Linked DNA regions of Mus musculus: region 1 is linked to region 2. A link is a contact called in public HiChIP or PLAC-seq data. All regions are on one chromosome and are shown on one strand. The core of a region is the stretch at or near the end of the contact, and the rest is flanking DNA. Distances in the headings are between cores, read along the strand shown.

Evidence for each region. HiChIP or PLAC-seq counts read pairs in DNA pulled down with a chosen protein or histone mark.
Region 1: a contact with region 2 is called in a FOXA1 HiChIP or PLAC-seq map of pancreatic cancer cells. The contact joins two enhancer-like sites. A contact is called at or near these places in 2 of 115 datasets of contacts at active chromatin or transcription factors (the NIH/3T3 cell line and pancreatic cancer cells).

The regions. Positions count from the first base shown.
Region 1 is chr2:109,404,825-109,408,117 of GRCm38.p6, forward strand. No RefSeq gene overlaps it. Among named protein-coding and RNA genes, the nearest start is that of Kif18a, 130 kb to the left of the region's middle. Within about 2 kb of position 1,932, at least 48 of the 459 cell types and tissues checked have an H3K27ac peak or open chromatin away from gene starts, as enhancers often do. A contact at or near this core is called in pancreatic cancer cells, where this site is marked.
Region 2 is chr2:108,676,253-108,679,490 of GRCm38.p6, forward strand. No RefSeq gene overlaps it. Among named protein-coding and RNA genes, the nearest start is that of Gm39905, 200 kb to the right of the region's middle. Within about 2 kb of position 1,814, at least 9 of the 459 cell types and tissues checked have an H3K27ac peak or open chromatin away from gene starts, as enhancers often do. A contact at or near this core is called in pancreatic cancer cells, where this site is marked.

The DNA.
Region 1 (3,293 bases), core at 682-3,181, 730 kb after region 2:
ACATCCATGTACAAAGAAACAGAAAATTTGTGTGGAACATTTGGTGCCAATGTAAAACATAAAGTTTGGTGATAAGGAAAAAATATTTCAGAACGGTGTGCATAATATACTTCTATTTTTAAAATTGATGTTGAAATCATATATACCAAGAAAAGTTTTATGCGTAGCAAAATTACAAAAAGTTTTGAAGATATGCATACCTTATAATGACAGTTAACCCAATTCAATGATTACAGAGAGCATCCAAGACATTCAATATATATATATATATATATATATATAGATATATATATATATAGATAGATAGATAGATAGATAGATAGATATAGATATATCATAGTGCTTGAGTATTCCTAGTCCTCCAGCAAGTTTCTGTATATTTCCCTTTCTATTAACACATCTACTCATCAGTCTTCATGGCATTTTAGGTCTTGATTGAGCCACTGCAAGAAAGCTATATGATAGCTAAGAACTGTATCGTTGCATTCAGAAAGACCTGGGTATCAAATATGGTCCCATCACTTATCGGTGACATGGCTTAAGATAATTGGCCTGATTTTAGGCTTTTAATTTCTCATTGCAAATGAAGCTAAAATATTTATATTATACCCCCCCTAAAGTGACCCAGTCTAATAATGAATGATCACATTTCAATCAAGAGATCCCTTAAATAATACTTTTCCAGAATTTATGAAACCTGTTAAGATCACCACAAACAAGGAAAATCTGGGATACTGTTATAACTATGAGATGTTTAGGAAGACTTGTCAACTGAAGAGAATGAGGGGTTCAAGCTGAGATAGATCATCAATGGAAAAAGACATCAGGTAAAAGCAAAGGGATTCTAAATAGCATGTGGAGTTTGGTTAATAACAAATGCTAATTCATTTATTATATAATGATATAAAGTATTAGTAGCAGGGCAAATTGTGTATGAAGTACATAGGAACACTCTGTGTGACCTTCGGAATAGTTTGTAAATTTAAACCTTATTATAAAAGAAATAAATACTGACTCATGGGTATATATAAGGTACAAACTTTGCATTTCGGTACCTTGTAGGCAGAATAGAGTCCAATCAATAGCAGCAATTCCTATTAGGCTATCCTACCTTGCTTTTCTCTCTCACTGTCACTGTCTCTTAGTGTCTTAGGAAGTGTTCACAACACTCTGTAAGGCACCTTCCAGCTAGGAGACTCTGAGCCTCTCTCACTGAATTTCCTTGGACCTGATTTGCTATATGTGAGTAATAGTCACCATCCTTCCAACCTCCTTGGACACAGTAAAATAACTTGATATTTACTTTCTTTATTATCCAGCTCAATGCAGCACTTAGGCTCTCTTGGAAGTTTCCTTTATCAAAAGACTAGGAATCAGAATGGTTATCCACACACACCCCCTGCCGCACCCCTGCAATGGCTTCAGAGGATTGACTATTAGATTCTGATGTCAGAGAAGCCACTATCACTAGTCCTGTGCATCTGGGCTTATAACAAGAAAGCCATAAACAGAAGGACTCTGGAAAGTGGTCCAGGAAAAAAAAATCAAACTTCTCTGCACAAACCCAAGATCTCTGGGCTGACTACCTTATGGCTTGTAGGGCTGTCTCATTCTCCATTGGCTCTTTAGGAGCCTGTTTGCAAAATCTCATCAAAGCTCTTTCAAGAAGAGAAATTAACTAAGTGCAAGTTGAAGTGTGTATGCTCTTCTGTGTGGCCCCAGAATGATTTGAGTCTACTGAATGGAATTTCATACATGTGTTGAGTGAAGTGATTTATTATGGGTGGTAATGGAAATTAATTTCACTTTGAACCCTGGGGCACCAGAAAATGCCTAAGTGCTGAGCCATTTTCTGTAAGTAGGCTATAAAGCAGCAACGTGCTTCTGACTGGGTGGTGAGGTGGCAATGACCACTTGTAAAACAATGAGCTAGAATAGGAAGTTAATGGGCCCTGGCCGTCAGGCAGCCTCTAGAGCCCGTCCTACTAGCCTCTGCTGTCAGGGGATTCTCAGGCTTCTTGGCGCCATGGATAATGGATACAGCAACAGTCCCCGTATGCTCAAGGAGAGCCAAAGAGAATAGGGTAACATTCCTTGAAGGTCAATGACCAAGCATGACCAAAACACTTGGCTCAGGGGGTAACCCCATCGCTGGGACTACCCTTAGTAGGAAGCAAACTGGTTCAGAGCTATAAATGGCCAGAGAAGATCCTGTTTCTAAGAATGACCTCAGCTAAAGCGCTCAGTGCTGCATTTGAGAAGAAAAGTGTTTACCTAGAGGACCTGTGGAGGTTTCCACCACACTCTACTGATTCAAAAACTTGAAAAATTCCCAGTTCGTAAACAAAATTGTCAAAAAAATTAACAAAATACAGTCTTTTAAACAAATGGTATTGAGGAAACAGTTTCAACGAATAGAAAAGTGAAACTAGAACCAGTATCTTTCATCTTGTATATAAATGAATTCAAATTAGATAAAGGACCCTACTGTAAGACCTAAAACTTGGAAACTACCCAAGGACAACTGAAAAAAGACTTCGAGATATAAAAAAAATAGGCAAGAGCTTTCTCAAAAGGATTTCAAAGCATGAGAAACCAACCACCCTAGAAACTGACCAGAGGAGGATTGCATGGTATTAAACATCTTCTGCACAACAAAGAAAACATTTAGTAGAGGGAAGAGACAACCTACCAAAAAACAAACAAGCAAACAAACAAAAAAACAAATTCTTGCCAACTCCATATTAACTGGGGAATTAATATTTGGATATACAAAGAACTTGAAAACTTAAACAGCCAAACTCCAAATCCCATTAAAAATGAGCTAGTGAACTAAATAGGTTGTTATCAAAAGAAAAAAATACAGATGGCCAATAAATATATGTGGAGAATGCTTAACACTCTTAGCCAACAGAAGATTGGGAATTAAAACTATTTTTCAATAATATCTCTCTCACTCCAGCCAGAAGAAAACAGATGGCAATAGTTCCTTGTGAGGACATCAGGAAAGATAGCTCATTATATACAGCTGTTGGGAATTTGCACTGGCCCATTCATAATGGAAATCAGTGTGGATGTTCCTCAAAAACTGCTTTATAATCCAGCTGCAATGCTTTGGGGTATATACCTAAGGACTTCTAGCTAGCACTCCATAGTGATACTTGCATGGCTATGTTTATTGCTGTATTATTCAAAATAACCAGGTAATGTAACCACTTTAGATGTTCATTAACAGCTAAATGAGTGAAAAATGTGGTTCACATACACAATAAAATCTTATGCAATTGTTACAA
Region 2 (3,238 bases), core at 564-3,063:
TGAGGGATGTAGCCATGGACCACATACAATCTCAGAGACTCAGTTTTGCCACATGTATTGTTTACATAATAATTGTATGTATCATTATTGATTACATTAAATATCAGATTAAATCAAATATACATTACAACATAGGCGTATTATTAATATTTTGCTGAATATTTTCCTCATATTTTAAGAATGATTTAATTTTTATTTTATGTGTATATGCTTATACCTACAATTGTAGTTGAGCACTGTGTAAATGGCTGATAACTACAGAGACCTAAAGATGGTGTCAGATGCCTCTGTACTGGAGTGTATGACTGTGTATATGGAGTATATGATTGTGTACCACCACGTGGAGGTTGGGAACTGGACCTCTACACATGCAGCTAGTGCATTTATCCACTGAGTCATCTCTCTAGCATGCTTTCCTAAGATTTTATTCTGCTCAGCCTTTCTTTTTGTGGCTCTAACAGGGAGAGAAGCATTTTGGTAATAGGATGGGGAGGTGCTTAATTTCTAATAAAAAGTAATGTGATAATCTAAGCTAGGTATAGTAGTTTATTTTTGTAGTGAAAGCACTTAAGAAGCTGAAGCAGAAGGACTGCCACAAGTATAAGACTAGTCTGTAATTTTTCACACAATATATTCTGATAACATTCTTTTCCATCTCCTTGAAGATCCTACCCATCTCCCTACCCACCCAACTTTGTGTTCTCTGTCTTTCTCTGTCTGTCTCTCTCTGCCTGTCACTCTCTGTCTGTCTCTGTCTCTGCTCCCCCCCCCCCCACCAAAGCCAAAAATCAAAAGAAACTAAGAAAAAGTTAAAAATAAGCAAATCACAAAGAGCCCTGGGTGTGTTTTGTGTTGGTGGATTACTCCTGGGAATAGCCTTGCCCTGGGGTGTGTCACTCCATTGAAGAAAACTGCTATTGCCTTTCCCAGCATGTATCAATTGCAAATAGCTTCTTGTTAGGGGCTAGACTTCCGACTTTTTCTTATTGTTAGGAAATGTTTTCTGGTGTAAACCTGTTCCGGTGTCTTGTTCGATTTTTAAAGAGATTTTTTTTTTTAAGTATTTTGGTACACACTTCTAATCCCAACACTTGAGAGGCTAAAACAGGTTAAACATAAATTCAAGGATGTCCTGAATGTTTTAAAAAGACTCTTTAAAAAGAAGAATGAGAGAGAGACAGAGACACAGTCAGAGGCAGAGGCAGAGACAGACAGAAAGAGACAGACAGAGACAGAGACAGGGAGAGGAATGAAGAAGAGGAGGGACAGAGGAGTAATTTCTGTAAGGAGAGATGTTTCATATTGAGACTTTTCCAGATCAGACTACCTGATCTATGGAATCCCTAAATATAAAATATCTATCATGGGGATCAACACATGGTAAAATATAATAAGTAATATTTACTATACCATCTAGTTCTGGAAGTTCTGGGTTAAATAGATGCATCATGTTTTGTGTTAAATGATTTCTCAATTACTCAATTTAATAGCTAGCTGAGATTACCTTCATGTCAATTCTGTTTTATTTTACAGCACATAGAAGATTCAATGATTAATAGTGACCACTGTGGCATCTTTGTCCCCACCCTACCGTCCTTTAGAAAATTAATGAAACGTAAAAACCATCTTGGCTAAGAGCCATAAAACATCTACAGGGCTTACCACATTGTAAAATAAAGTCTACTTCTGCTCACAAAGTTTCCCAACTGGCCACTTAATAATTGACTCACTAAAACCCAGCCCTCTGTAGCCAGGCTTGTTTGTAGCCAAGTATTTTATCAGCTGGATTGAAGAATAGAGTCATTAGCTAAATTTTTAGGCATTAGCCAATGGGCATGGTGCCTTCCATTTGATTTCCAAGGACAAATATACTCACAAGCCATTCTAGTGTATGAATAACAGAGTTAATAGCATATTATCATACCATGTGGTGAGCAGCACATAATGTGCTCAGTACTCTACAATGAGATCACTAGACTTGACACCCAAGAGTGGATTTGTGCCTCTCTTCTTACAACTTGTGACTATCTAAGTCCTGCCATGTCACATAAGGAGCTCACCTACAAAACCCAGGCAAAGATAACAGCCTACCTAAGTTTTTTAGAGTAACTGCAATATAGATTTACTATTAACTAAATATTGGCTGTGAAACACATATTGTCATGCAGGGCACGTTGCTTGGTTTTACTTTTCAATCTCTACCGTTACCCAGAACACTATTTGTAGATTTTACATGTTTAGTAATAGATGTTAACCAGAATATATTAAGGTTACAACACCTGAGAAATGTCTACATGGGTGGAAAATATGCTTCTTCCTAGAAACTAGGTATAGTAGTTCATGCCTGCAGTTCCAGCACTTAGGAATCTGGCCTGGGAGGACTGCCACGAGTATGAGACTAACCTGGCCTATATAATGAGTTCCCGGTCATCCTGGAACTAAAATGTGAGACTCTCTCTAAAAAATTAAATAAAAAATGAAAAATTAAAATAAAAAGTTCTAAACTGGAAAATATCCCACAGATGACAGAATTATTTTCTCCATATATCTGAACACTCACAGTTTTTGTAATGTGAAAAATACAGATTCTAGAATTCTTTATAAATACTATTTATTCTGCTTCCAGGATGGCTATATTTTATAGGCCATTCAAGAAGACATTTCATTAGGTTTTTACAAGAAAAATCAAAACTAGGATACAAAGAAACATAGCATGCTATAAAATATTCAGTAAGGGTCTACCCAAAGTGATGCTAGTAGTGTAAATCCAGTCAACACTAAATGACTTCTACTACACACATGGAAGGACAGAGACCTGTTAGTCAGGAGATCTATTTGCAGAGAAATTTTAAAAAATGAGATGTGCTTGATATTTTCTTATGCCTCCAACTCATTGGATTTTTGTTTTGTTTTGTTTTGAGTTTATGAAAAAAAAAGTCTTGCCAAAGAGAGTTTTGTTTTTCTTTCTTCCTTTCTTTCTCTCTCTTTTTTCTTCCTTTCTTTCTTTCTTTCTTTCTTTCTTTCTTTCTTTCTTCTTCTTCTTCTTCCTCTCTCTCTCTCTCTCTCTCTCTCTCTCTCTCTCTCTCTCTTTGTTTCCTCCCTTACTTATTTATTTTGTTGTTCTGTTGTGGGTTTTGGTTTTTTGTAGCCTCTTGTTCTCAAAGCCATTATACAGTTCAGGCTAGTATTGAACTTATAGCAATCCTCTTGCTTAGCCTCCTTAGTGCTGAGATTTCAG